Regions from separate parts of the Mus musculus genome. Here region 1 is linked to region 2. The links are chromatin contacts, called in public HiChIP or PLAC-seq maps. All regions are on one chromosome and are shown on one strand. Each heading gives the region's core, a stretch centred on a gene start, on an enhancer-like site or on the middle of the called end of the contact. The rest is flanking DNA. Distances are from core to core; before and after follow the strand shown.

Region 1 (7,174 bases), core at 1,117-3,616, 46 kb after region 2:
GAGATGGAGGGCGGAGTGAGTGAGAGGGACAGCCCTGCCTCCCCCAGAGAAATACATGGAAGCTACAATGGACCGTAGACAGAGTGAAGTCCTGGGTTGCAACCTGTGGTCTGACACAGTGGCCAGGCAGAACGAACCTCCTGCATTGGACAGCCAGCCTCAGAGCTCAGTGGAGATGCCTAGCCCCAAGACCTAAACAGGCACTCTTTCCCATCCCATCTGGAGGAATGGTGGACCTTCAGAGAATGGTAGATTGGGGTCGGGGGAGGGGTTGTGGGGGATCCTGCCTTGTCTACTTATCATTCACAGACCTATGTTCTGAGGTAGTGGTAGGACACACCAGCTCCCCTCTCCCCACCATTCCTCTTCCCAAGGGACTGGCACTCCTCCCCGAATTCCTGTAAGGCTGTCTCTAGGGATTCTTTCTGTACTAATCCTGCCAATCTAAGGGTTGTATATGCGACTCTCCCTCCCCAGGAGGGATGCACCTTCACTTAGCGGAGTCCTTGGAGCCCTGGCTATGCCTGCTCCACACTAGGCACCAAGGCTCCAGGATCTCACCGAGCAGAAGAGGAGGCAGATAATGACCAAGGAACCAGAACCTTGGTGCAGGTATAAGAAGTGCTGAGGAGGAAGACTAAACACACACACCCACACCATACACACACATGCACGCGCACACACGCACACACACGCGCACACACGCACACACATACACGCACACACACACACACACACCACACACACACATGCGCGCACACACATGCACACACACACACACCACGCACACACACGCACGCACACACACGCACACACACACCACACACACTCGAGCACACACACACACACCACACTCATACTCTCTCTCACACACACACATACACACACACACACCACTCACATACTCTCACACACTCACACACACACACCACACACAGACACACACGCACAGACGAGAGCCCTAGAGACCCAGAGACACAGCCTCAAATGAATCATGGGTCAAAGTCTTGGGAAATCTCCTGACTTTGGAGTGGCAAAAATAAGGAAAAGTGGGGGTGGAGAGATGGCTCAGAAGTTAAGAACACTGGCTGCTCTTCCAGAGGTCCTGAGTTCAATTCTCAGCAACCACATGGGGGCTCACAACCATTTGTAATGAGATCTGATGCCCTCTTCTAGTGTGTCTAAAGACAGCTATGGTGTACTCACCTACTTAAAATAAATAAGTAAATAAATCTAAAAGCAATAGATAAGGGAAAGTGTGGACAGGGCATCCTACTTGGAGGGCGTGGCCAATGCAAAGGTCTTGGGCTGAAGACCGGCCTGGGGTATGTGAGGGACCCCAAGCTGGGAGTCCAATAAGCTGACTCCGGGGGTAAGGGTGAGTGCCACCGAGCCTGATGATCGGAGTTTGATCCTTGAAAGCTTCATGGTAGAAGACTCTTGCAAACTGTCCTTTGACCCCCACGCACATGTGGAGGCACACCTGTGCCCTCGCCCTCCTCACATAAACAGGTAAACCCAGTAACAAAATTAGAAGGGAAGCTGGCTCAGACTGGAGGGGGACAAGTGAGGAGATGAGGGACCTCCAGAGATAGATGGGGCCCAGAAAGGGCAGGGGACAAAGCTTCCATGCCTGGTGACGCAGGAGTCTGACTACTGAATGTGTGGGGGAGGGGAGGGGGTACTGAATGTATGTTGGGGGAGTTAACAAGGCAGACCCCCCTCCCAAGGCATACCAAGTTAGAGCCTTTTGGCTAAGTAAGTCACGAGTGCTAAGGCCAACTGAAGCCAACTCTCACCTTTTCCCTACTAGGAGTTTAATGTCTCCCACATTAGAATCCTCCAGGCATCCAGACTCAGGCTCTAGAACATTCTAGAAGAGTTGGCTTCATTTTTATCTAACGAGGAAGATTCTGGGGTAACTTCTAGAAGAGTTGGCTTCATTTTTATCTAACAAGGAAGATTCTGGGGTAACTTCGGAAATTGCCATCATGGAGAAACTACCTCCTTTGCCTCATGGGGATCCCTCTGCACCAGCCTGCTGTGGGGTGCCTGTTATAACTGGGACTCTGTGAGGACAGTGCCTGAATAAGAGGAGGGTGCCACATCTACCCCAGGCTGAAATCTTCATGTAGACAAATCTTCCATTTGGAGAGGAAAAGGTCAAAGGTGATAGAGCAAGTGGCCAGCCAGTGACCTTTGCCCCCTGGTTTCCCCACATCCTGTTGAGACCTCTAGTGGGCAAGCAGGGCTGGAGATGGTCTCTGTCAGGGTGGAGCTCCTGAAACCTAATGGCCTCCTGGGGCTGACTTTGGGCAAGGCCGCCCAGCAGCAGGCCCAGGGAAGGGACTGAGTCAGATCCGGAGAGCAGCACAGGCAGGCCTGCTGAGGTCACAGTCTGGTGGCTGGAGGTGGCCTTCTGACTCCAGTCCTCCACCCCAGCTGCTGTTTGTCCAGTGCATCCTTCAGCGTGTGCCAGGCACCCTGTGGCATCCCTCAGGCACTCCTGGGACATCAGTTGTCCAGAGCCAAGTCCGGGGGCGGAGCCCCTGTCATCACACTTCCTGGGCCCAAGTCTGAGGGAAGATGCCACTTTGCTCTCTGGGAAGAAACATGACCCTACCCCCAAGAGCCGCAGTCCAAGCACAGAGGGCCTTACTCTATCCTCACAGAACCACAGTCTGAGGAGAAGCTAAGACATGTTTAAAGAACACACAGACACATTTGAAAAGGCAGCCTCTGTGTTGGGGGAGTATGTCTAAGTGGTAGACGATCCACCTGGCTTGCACAAGCCCTAGGTGTATACCCAGTACTATAAAACAAACAAACAAAAAAGTGAGGGGAGACCCTTCATATGGACCAAAACTGGTGGGGAGCCAGGTACCATGGGTGCACACCAGCAAGAAGTCCAAGCAGCTCTCACTATTTGAGACTAGCCTGGGCTACAAAGTGAAAGCCCATCTTATGCTACTGTCTCAGGGTTTGAAAGCAAAGTAAGGTGGGTGGAGGAGGGATGGGAGGGGCAGGAGCCATGGAATGAGCCAGTGTCCAAAGGCCCAGGCTCTGAGAGCCTTTGTGAACACTGGACCTTCTGCTTGGCCGGTTCCTCCTTGGTTCAATGTAGAAACAGTGGTAAGCTCTGGGAATCATCTTTAGCCTCCCCCGGTCCCCGAAGGGGAGCACAGCACCCAAGAGACCTGGAGCACGGACCCCATGCGGGTGGATGTGTCAGCTCAGCTCCTGTCCCTCTATCTGGAGCCCTCAAATCCATCCTTATTGCACCACATCAGGTAGCAAGCGCCAGGTTCAGTATGCTGGAAGGAGATTTTTGGGCTCTCACTGACTTCCCAGCCCCCCCCCCCCATCTCCATCCTAGGCCTTGTCTGCAGCCAGAGCCCTCCCCCGCAGTGGAGTGTAGACTGTTGGAGCTTGTTTGGCCTGAGGCATCTCACCCCTCACCTCCTCCCTTGCCCTTCTTGCTAGAGAACAGTAACAGAAGCCTGGACCAGAAGAAAGCCAGGGGCTCGAGCTTGGCAGCCAGTGCAAGGATGCTTCCCTGTGTGGGGCAGGGGTACCTAGTGCCTGTGGATAGAGCCAGGGAGCTTGCCTGTCTACAGTGGGCATCAGCAGAATGGATGGGACAGAGTGTAGACTCAGGAATGGAGCAAGGTGGGCTCTAGAAAGGCCATGAAAATTAGAGGGTGCTGGGAAGGAATACACACACTAGATGAAGAGACCATGTTTTGTTGTTGTTAGTTTGTTTTTGTTGTTGTTTGTTTTGTTTTGTTTTTAACTGCTCCATCCATCTCAGGGTAACACTGTCTTAGTAGGGAGTGAGTTGCCCATTCAAAGAGGCATTCAAGCACAGGTTAATTCTACTCTCTGACTATTGCGCCTTCACTAGGCGGTCCAATCCTGGTAGCCCTGTCCCTGTCAACATAGAGCTAAAACAGGTTAATCAGGGTAGACTTCTCAGAGGAGGAGAAGGAGGTGGTGAAGGGACTACAAGAGAAGATCTATACGAGGGACTGGGGCTAGGCCAAGCCCTGGCTTCTGTAGCTTGCTGGAGCCTTGGGCAAGCCACTGCTAGACTCAGCCCCAACCCCAGGAGTGTAGGGGCTTAGGTCCTAGGGTGCAGGGCGGCAAAGGGGAGCCAGACAGCTTCTTAGAAAGTGGCAGGCAGGTGAGCAGGGCTCCCCAGTGATAATTAAGGAACAAAGGTGCCGAGAAGCCCAGGAGGAGAGCAGGGCTAGCAGGCCTCTGGGGCAGGCTGGCTAATGGGAGCCTGGAGGAGAGGTAATAACAAGGGGAGGAGTGGGGCAGACAGCCCGGCGTCATGACGCCCACAGGCCGCCCCCTCGCCCTCCTGCACCAGGACAATAACTGCAGCACCTAGCTGGAGAAACATGGATGGTGCCCAAGGAGTTAGTTGTTCCTGGGCCTCAAGGCAAGAGCTGTAGGAACACGGTGGTACAGGTTTTGATTGACAGCTGAGCCTGCAGATGGTAGGAGGAGGACAAGGAGGACATCAGCGACGGAGGCTGAGAACTGGAGCAGATGGACACTCATGGAGAATCCCAAAGGTGTACGAGTGCCTGGATGGAAGTACCCAGTCTTAGAGTCAGCAATATCCTATCAGACTTCTAACTATGCTGCGGCGACTGGCTCCCACCTGTGACGAAGGGGTAAACCCTGGGTGAGAACACTGGGTACTGGGGTCTGGTTCTGCCTGGACAGTAGTAGGACCCTGGACAAGGTTCATGGAGATTGGCTTCTTTACAATAATATGTACTACTTGGTCTGGGATGTAGCTTGGTTTGGTAGAGTGCCTGCCTGGCACGCACAGCACGAGTTCTGATTTCCAGCACTGCATACACTAGACAGTAGTGTATGCGTACACTCACCATTTAAGAGGTAAAAGCAGGAAGATTGGGGGTTCAAAGTCACCCTCAACTATATAGTACATTTAAGGCTAGCCTTCGGGATACCTTGTCTCAAAATGTTTGTACTTGTCTCAAAAATGTATGTACAGTGCAATACAATACAGATGGCTGTATAAGAAAGGGGTCTGTGGACTGGAGAGATGGCTCAGTGGGTAAGAGCACTGGTTATTCTCACAGAGGACACAGGTTCAGTTCCCAACACCTACACTTGTCTGTAACTCCAGTTCCAGAGGATCCAACACCCTCAGAGAAAGAAAGGAGGCTGGCTCATGGTGTCCTCCTACACAGGTGTCCCTAACCTGTGAAAATCAGAGCCTTAGTCAGCCATACAGTTGTCCCATTCTCTCACTGGACAGGTCTACAGGAGCAAAATTCCTTCACAAAGCCTCTCTTACCATTGGACCCCAATCTTACCTTCTGCGTGCATGTGCCCACACACACCTGGCATGGCCGACTCCCACAGGGTCCGTGCTTCTCAGCTGCATTCCCACATAGAGTCCAGAGTCACCTCATTTCCTGTACTAGTGTCCCACTGCAGAGGTAAGGAACCGGGTGCTATCTAGCCCTGATGCTCAAAAGTGGGGTGAAGTTGAGATTGGGTACTGAGACTATGGGTGGAACATAGGTGGGCCTCAGAGATGTTTTAAGGAGGCCCACTGTGCCAGATCTTTGCTACCGTAGTTGGGAACCGCTGGCTTTAGTCTTGGCTGCTCCAGTCTCCTGTCTCACTCCCATCTCCCTCCAAGAAGTGGGCATAGCCCACGGAACAACCAGAAGCCCTTTCTCTGCCCTTCTGCAGACCCCCAAATGGCCGCAAAGCCTCTATTGACATCATTTCCACCCCTAGTCTCTGCACCCCACCCCACCCCCAATGTATGGTGTTTGTCCACGTATGGGTCCACCTCTGCATATCTGGCTTCTTTTGGTGACATCCTTTCTCCCTCCTGTAGAAGAGCAACTCCTGTTGGCAGGGACCAGACTGCACTGAGCATTTCTGTGCCCCAGTACCTGGCACAGAAACTGATTCACAGGATTTCACACCTGTAGGTGAATAGAACTCACAGAGATCCTCCTGCCTCGGTCTCCCAAGTGCTGGCACACACAACTAATTCTGCATTCGGTGGAGGGGTGCTACAAAAAAACAAAACAAAACAAAAAACTGGTAACAGGGGCGTGGTGGCGCACGCCTTTAATCCCAGCACTTGGGAGGCAGAGGCAGGCGGATCTCTGAGTTCAAGGCCAGCCTGGTCTACAAAGTGAGTTCCAGGACAGCCAGGGTTATACTGAGAAACCCTGTCTCGAAAAACCAAAAAAAAAAAAAACAAAACAAAAAAAAAAACTGGTAACAGTAAGAAGTTTCTGAACACGCAATGACCAAAAGTTCATTCAGATTCTTGAGCCGAGGCATTTCTGGCTGGAGTGGCCTGTGTTGTACTGCACAGCTTCACCGCAGCCTTGGTTTTGAACACACATTTAGGATTTAGCACAGTAAGCCACCACCACAGCACGGAATGTCAGCAAACACTGCCTGGTCTACACACTGTATGTTTAGAACAGAGTGGGGGATGAAGTCTTTTGACGGCTCATACTGTTTTCTGCTCTTACGGCAACAAGATGGCTGGACTACCAAACAACAAAAACAAAACTATAAAATACTTTCTTAGCATCATCCTTCAGGATGTGATTATCAAGTTGCTATCTCTTTGGGTTGTGACGTGAGAATGTTTGATTATTAAGATTGCTGTTTGATCTGGCAGTCCTCTGCTGTATATGAGTCTGGGGCCTCAGACCAACTCCTGTATGTTGCCTGGTTGGTGGCTCAGTGTTTGAGAGATCTCAGGGGTCAGGGTGGGTTGAGACTGCGGGTCTTCCTATGGGGTTGCCCTCCTCCTCAGCTTCTTCCAGTCTTTCCCTAATTCAACTACAAGGGTCCCTGACTTTAGTCCAATGGTTGGGTATAAGTATCTGGGTCTGTCTCAGTCAGCTGCTTGTTAGGCCTCTCGGAGGACCGCCATGCTAGGCTCCTGTTTGTAAGCACACCATAGCATCAGTAACAGTGTCAGGCTTTGGAGACTCAGCTTAAGATGGATCCCAAGTTGGGCCATCACTGGACCTCCTTTCCCTCAGTCTCTTCTCCATTTTTGTCAATGCAGTTCTTTTAGACAGGAACAATTCTGGGTCAGAGTTTTTGACTGTGGGATGGAAACCCCATTCCTCCACTTGATGCCCTG
Region 2 (6,472 bases), core at 3,898-6,397:
AAAAAGAGTTGGGATGATGGCTCAGCTGCTAAGAACACACTTGCTCTTGCGGAGGACCTGGGCTCAGTTCCCGGCACCCACATGTTGGCTCACAACTCTTAACTCATAACTCCAACCCAGGGCATCCAATGACCTTTTTTGACCTCCCTGGGTCTCAGGCACACATGCAGGCAAAAATGCTCAGATACCTAAGGTAAAGGAAGTGAGTCTTAAAAACCAAACATATGCCGGGCAGTGGTGGCGCACGTCTTTAATCCCAGCACTTGGAAGGCAGAGGCAGGCGGTTTTGTGAGTTCGAGGCCAGCCAGGGCTACACAGAGAAACCCTGGCTCAAAAAAACCAAACCAACCAACCAAACAACAACAAAAAAACAAACATAGGACAATCTGATCCGTTTGTTCAGTTGACATTGATCAAGATGGTGTTTGCCCGCATGACTTCTGGGCGCTGGGGGTGTGGCTTTGTTCGGTCTGGGTGCTGAGTGTACAACTCTGGCTCATGCAGTCTTGTGGGTCAGGATAAGCACTTGTCTGCAGGTGCACACGCTTGCAGCAAACTGGCTGCATCCTCTTCCCAGCCATGCAGCCCCTCTTTCTGGGGTTTGTGTGTTCATAGAATGTGTCCACCTTCCCCTCATCTGTCCACATCAGAAGACTGTAGACCATTTCCCCGTTCCTCTCTCCCCACCATTCACACCGTGCATCTCCAAACCCCGTGACCCGGCAGCCGCCATCTTTCATTCTTTCTGCCCCACTGCCTTTTAGCCCAGACCACACTTTCTTCTGGCTTGAACCAGTGCCGAGGTCTCTAGCCTTCAGTCTTGGCAATTGTTTGTTCACAGAACAGCCAGGGGTGCTTCTAGAATGAAAATCCCACCCTGTTCTTTCATGATTAAAACTTTAAAAAAAAAAGAATTATTTATTTATTTTATGTATATGAGTACACTAATGTACCTGTCTTCAGACACACCAGAAGAGGGCATCGGATCCCATTACAGATGGTTGTGAATCACCATGTGGTTGCTGGGAATTGAAATCAGGACCCCGGGAAGAGCAGTCAGTGCTCTTAACCACTAAATTATCTCTCCAACCCGGTTAAAACTTTTTTCTTTTCTTTTCTTTTCTTTTCTTTTCTTTTCTTTTCTTTTCTTTTCTTTTCTTTTCTTTTCTTTTCTTTCTTTCTTTCTTTCTTTCTTTCCTTCCTTCCTTCCTTCCTTCTTTCTTTCCTTCTTTCCTTCCTTCCTTCTTTCTTTCTTTCTTTATTTTTATTTATTTATTTTTTTGAGATAGGGTTTCTCTGTGTAGCTCTGGCTGGCCTCGAACTCACTATGTAGTCCAGGCTGGTCTTGAACTCAGAAATCTGCCTGCCTCTGTCTCCCAAGTGCTGGGATTAAAGGTGTGCATTAAAACTTTAATGGTTCTCTGCAGCCTATGAGTACAGTTCATGGTCCTGCTATTCCACTTCCAGGACTGATTTCTGAGCCCCTTGCCTCACTTTTAGGGCCTCCCTACCACTGACACCCCCATACTAAGCTCTAGGCAGCTCCACAAGACTTTGCACAGCCTTTTCCAGCAACCAAGAACCACTCTTTGCCAACAGCCCTGGTTTTTTTTAATTAGGTATTTTCCTCATTTACATTTCCAATGCTATCCCAAAAGTCCCCCATACACTCCCCCTGACTCCCCTACCCACCCAACAGCCCTGTTTTTATAGACCAAACGCCACACTTCCTGCAGGTCTTGCTTCAGATGCCCTCTGGCCTATGAAAGGTCTGGCCTCTACCATGGCAGCACATACAACCCCCACCCCATCACCCACCACACCATAGTGAAACCAGTCCTCAGAGTGCCCACGTCCCATGATGGAAGTTGGGCCCCATGAAGAGGACATTATGGCTGTCTTGAAGATCAGCTCATCAGCACCCAAGACATGGACACACCACAGAGGCTCTACCAACACTGTGCCTGAATGAGACTCTGGAAAGATATGTGTAAACTGCTCTTTTAACTTGAAAGCAGAAAAACCAAAAAGAGAAGTCACTGACCAAACATAGATGGGAGAACAGAGAAGGAGCTGGAAACCAAAGAGTTATGGGGACCATTAAACTGTTTGCTACAAGAGGCTGATTTCCAGCCTTCCGGAGAGTCAGACATGACCTTCTTATGGCCACTAGATGGCGCCAGTTCCCCAGGCAAGGAAGAAAGCAAGCCTGCCTACACTCCTGGTTCCATTCTTTTCCTGAGCGTCATCCCTCTGCTGGTTCCTTATGAACAGTGCCCACTCGGCCTGACACCTTGTCTCCAAGGACCAGGGCCATCAGCAGGCACCTCTTCTCCGTGCAACAGACCTTGACCTGGACACCAACCAGCGTCCTTCACTCTTGCCAGCCTCCTAGAGGTCACCAGCTGCCTTGCTTCACCCCTCCTTCAGGAGCAGGACTCTGGCTAGCTGACACTTGCTCATCTTGCTGGACCAGATGAGGTCCAGTGGGTGACACCAGTCCTGCTGCATCTTCTGGCTGCCTCTCCACCCAGCTCTCACCCAGCTGTTGGTGGAAGGGAGCTTCCTGCTGGTCGTAGGGACCCTTCAGGAACAACTCTGAACTCATTTCCATTGAGAATGAGTCCTGTGCCTGCTTCAGGCCTTCCATCAACTGTGCCTCAGCCTCAGCCTGGCCTCTGGGTCAAGGGAATTCAGGTCCTCTTATTTAGTCACTCAACAAACATTTCCCAAAGACTATCTTAGGTATCTGAAGGATTATGGTGAATGGGGTAGGCAGTCTCCAGCACACTGTGCAACAAAGTGTTAGTCACACAAACAATTTTTAAATAATTCTTCCCCCACCCCCTTCTCCGAGACAGGGTTTCTTTGTGTAACCTTAGCTATCCTAGAACTAGCTCTGTAGACCAGGTTGGCCTCGAACACACAGACATCCACTTCCCTTTGCCTCCCGAGTACTAGTGTTAAAGGCATACGCTGCCATGCCCGGCCTTAAATGTTTCTTTACGTTACTGTTGTGATTTCAGTCCGCTTCTAGAGCACAACAGACCTTGGAAATTACCCTAAAATAACTCACTATTACCCCAAGGCTCCTGTGCTCAACCCAGCCAGGCCCAGGTAGGGTGAGGAGAGACTGGGGCGTCTCCGAATCACCTGCTACTCCAAATGAATGAATGAACGAACTCCCGAGACAGGGTTTGCCCGACGCTGTCCCTTCCCTGTGGGCAGCTGGGGGCTCCAAAACAGGCCCTCCCCGCCGCCCCCGCTTGCATCCTGGGAGGGGAACCGGCAGCCCAATGCCCTTCCTGCCCCCAACGCCCCGGGCTCCTTGGGCGCCCTCTTGGCAGAAGAACAGAGGGCATCCAGAGCGGGTGGCAACTCGTCCCGCCACGAGCTCGCAGCGGCGGGCGATAGGAGCTGGGGGGACGCTCAGATAGACAGACAGATAGCGTTCCCCTCTCCCGCCCCCGCCCCCACCTTTCCCACGCGGCGGCCTCCTGGGGCGGCCCAGGCCAGGCGGTCACCTACTCCTGTCACTGCTCCCCGACCTAGGTCCTCTGCCCAGCCAACTCTACGTTTTTCCAGGTTCAGCATCCTGTGTCTGAGTTTAACATCGAAACATTTGACTGCGGCCCCTAAACAATCTAAGCAGAATGAGACCCCTTTCCTGTCTGCCTGCTTACCTCCTCCTTAATGCAGCCTTAAGGCAAGTTGCAGAACTCCGGAAAACCACGAGGTGGTGCGCTGGCACTGTGTCCTGGCTAGGCAAAGGCAGGGGAAATAGAAGGTTCGAGGTGTGTAGGGAAGGCCTGGGGATGGAGGGGGAAATAAGAATTAAAATTGGGAGAAGCCTCCTTCCTCCAAGGATAGGTTTGGGAGCAGAAGTGGAGATGCAATAGAGAAATGAGATTGGCACCCAGAACAGTAAATATTACCCGGGAACTGGACTTTGAGAGCCAGACAAGACTAGGGGGGTTGGAGATTGCTCCAAGGTGAGAAACATCTTCATTGGGGCCTCCATGGACAGAAGAAATTGAGTGAAGTACATGGCTCCTGTCTATTGGAGATAGATGGATCTGAGCATGTATCTATGCACATTTGGGCATACCCAGCTCACAGGTCGGTCATTCAGGACCCTACACTTCCACTGCCTCACACTACATACAGAGACACACTCTCATGCACACAGGTTCTCACGGGCACTCTTGCACACACTGTATTTTGTGTATTTTGCGGAAGATGTAACATAGATCTTTCACCCCTAACAAAGTCTGTGCTCCTAAGAGCTGTCCCAGACTGAGTGGACCCTGCCTCCAGACTTCCTGAAGAACACAGAAAGCCAGCCTCATAGGGACTGACTGCCTCGTGGCTCTTCCATTCATGAAAGGGCACACATATAGCTGGGGGTACCTCTGTCTTCTAAAGCAGCCCCTAAATCCATACAGCCTTGCTCCAGTAGGGACTTGCAGGCCCAAGGTGTTCTTGCTTGGTGAGACTCTTCCTTCAGAATTTAAAATTTTATATTTCACATCTGCAGTGTCATTAAGATAACATATTAAGCCAGGGCCATACGGAGAAACCCTGTCTCGAAAAAAAACAACAAAAAACAAAACAAAACAAAACAAAAATATAATATATTTATATAGTCCAACCTTTTTTTCCAATTTTAAAAGTGATCAAAATATTTTCATGGACCCTGGGTCTTTGCCACTTTCTGTCTGTCATTTGCATAGACCACACATACATCATTAAGGACCACCTCCTTCCACAAACACCCAATGGGTAAATTCCCCTCCTTCCTCATCTCACCTAAGCCCACCCCTGGCCACTAAAACAGACCGATTAGTAGATCCTGGGGGCTCCGCACAGCCAACCCCTCCGCACATTTGGGGGATTTATCGGAGGTAGAGCATAGGAGGAACACAGTGGCGCTGGGGGGAGTGTGTGTGTGTGTGTGTGTGTGTGTGTGTGTGTGTGTGTGTGTATTAGGGGTAACAACAAAGAGGGTTGAGAGGGTTGGGGGAGCCAGTGAGAAAGCGCGAGCGTGTTTTGCCTCGAAGGCAAGACTTGCAGCCAATCAGCGCGCAGGAGCCTCCCTCGGCGACTCCAACATTGAGTCTATAACCGGCTGGCCGGGCGGAGCTGGCAGCATTTGACTGTGGCTTGGGACGCGGAGAGAGGCACGCAGCGACTGACCGACAGCCGGCGATGGTCTAAGCGCCCCTCGGCCACCCCCTCCCCCAGACGCGACCGCGTCCTGCCCTCGCCCTCTGGACACACACCCCCACCTGGGCTCCTCCGCCCGTTCGGCGCTCCTCGGAGGAGGCCCGGGGTGTTGCGGCGCTCGCCAGCATGAGCGGCTCCTTCGATCGCAAGCTCAGCAGCATCCTCACCGACATCTCCAGCTCGCTCAGCTGCCATGCGGGCTCCAAGGACTCGCCCACCCTGCCCGAATCTACAGTCACTGACCTGGGCTATTACAGCGCTCCTCAGCATGACTACTACTCGGGCCAGCCCTACGGCCAGACGGTGAACCCCTACACCTACCACCACCAGTTCAATCTCAATGGGCTCGCAGGCACCGGCGCTTACTCGCCCAAGTCGGAATATACCTACGGGGGATCCTATAGGCAGTACGGAGCGTACCGGGAGCAGCCTTTGCCTGCCCAGGACCCAGGTGAGGATGCCCGGGTTGTGGAGAGGGTGCGAGGGACTCTAAGGTTCCCAAGCAAGAGGAAGTCTGGGAATAGGAGCTGAAATCTAGGGAAACTCGAGGTTAAGAAATGGAAGCGTTGGAGATTAGAGGAGACCGGGTTAGATGACCTCCAGAGGGGTGAACGACACTCCGAAGAGGCGCGCACTGTGCGCCGCGGTCTCTTGGAGATTCCAGGGCAGCTGGAGCCACCGGGAGCTCCTTCTGAGTGATCATGGGGGCCTTCAATGCTGCCATCCCGCTGGCACTTGAGCCGGAGACGAAAGACGGTCGCCGAGAGCTGGAGGGGAGTCAGCGAGGACTGGAGGTTCCAGGGCCCTTCTTTTGGATGCCGTCAGGGGAAACCCGGAGTAGTGAAAGGCTTGTGGAGAAAGACCCAAAGAAGTCCCAGAAATGGAGGAGAGACTGGGAAGTAGAGATGCGGAGAGAGAAGTGGGGACGGCGAGAAAGAAATGTGGGGGGGGCGGTAAGATAAAGCGCACAGCAGAAAGCAACAGAGGAAATGAAGAAAGGGCGGGGAGGAAAGAAAGAAAAAGGAGGAAAGAAGAGGGAAGGAAGAAAAAGAAAACAGAGAGAAAGGGAAAAGAGACAGAGAAAACGCTTGTACTGTCCTTGCAAATTTTTTCCTGAAACAAATGATCCTGAACTAGAAAGCGTATTAAAAGGAGATGGGGAGGAGGGGGGACAAGAAGTGGGAGACGCCACCGCGGCTAGGTGGGTCACCAGAGAAGAGTGGCTGAGCCGGGAAGGCGTCGTGAG

Evidence for each region. HiChIP or PLAC-seq counts read pairs in DNA pulled down with a chosen protein or histone mark.
Region 1: a contact with region 2 is called in an HNF4G HiChIP or PLAC-seq map of pancreatic cancer cells. The contact joins the enhancer-like site here to the promoter of Dlx3 in region 2. A contact is called at or near these places in 6 of 39 promoter capture datasets (3T3-L1-derived adipocytes, the HPC-7 cell line, HPC-7-derived erythroid cells and 3 more), 1 of 15 datasets of contacts at CTCF or cohesin (CD8 T cells), 38 of 484 Hi-C or Micro-C datasets (the AML12 cell line, the C2C12 cell line, the HL-1 cell line and 16 more), 10 of 115 datasets of contacts at active chromatin or transcription factors (a colorectal cancer cell line, craniofacial prominence, double positive thymocytes and 2 more) and 2 of 9 other capture datasets (adipose tissue and pancreatic islet).

The regions. Positions count from the first base shown.
Region 1 is chr11:95,163,670-95,170,843 of GRCm38.p6, forward strand. No RefSeq gene overlaps it. Among named protein-coding and RNA genes, the nearest start is that of Dlx4, 21 kb to the left of the region's middle. Within about 2 kb of position 2,367, at least 14 of the 459 cell types and tissues checked have an H3K27ac peak or open chromatin away from gene starts, as enhancers often do. A contact at or near this core is called in the C2C12 cell line, the HL-1 cell line, a colorectal cancer cell line and 2 more, where this site is marked.
Region 2 is chr11:95,114,970-95,121,441 of GRCm38.p6, forward strand. Dlx3 (distal-less homeobox 3) reads left to right here and starts at 5,148. Exons shown (of 3, transcript NM_010055.4): 1 at 5,148-5,677. The coding sequence starts at 5,353.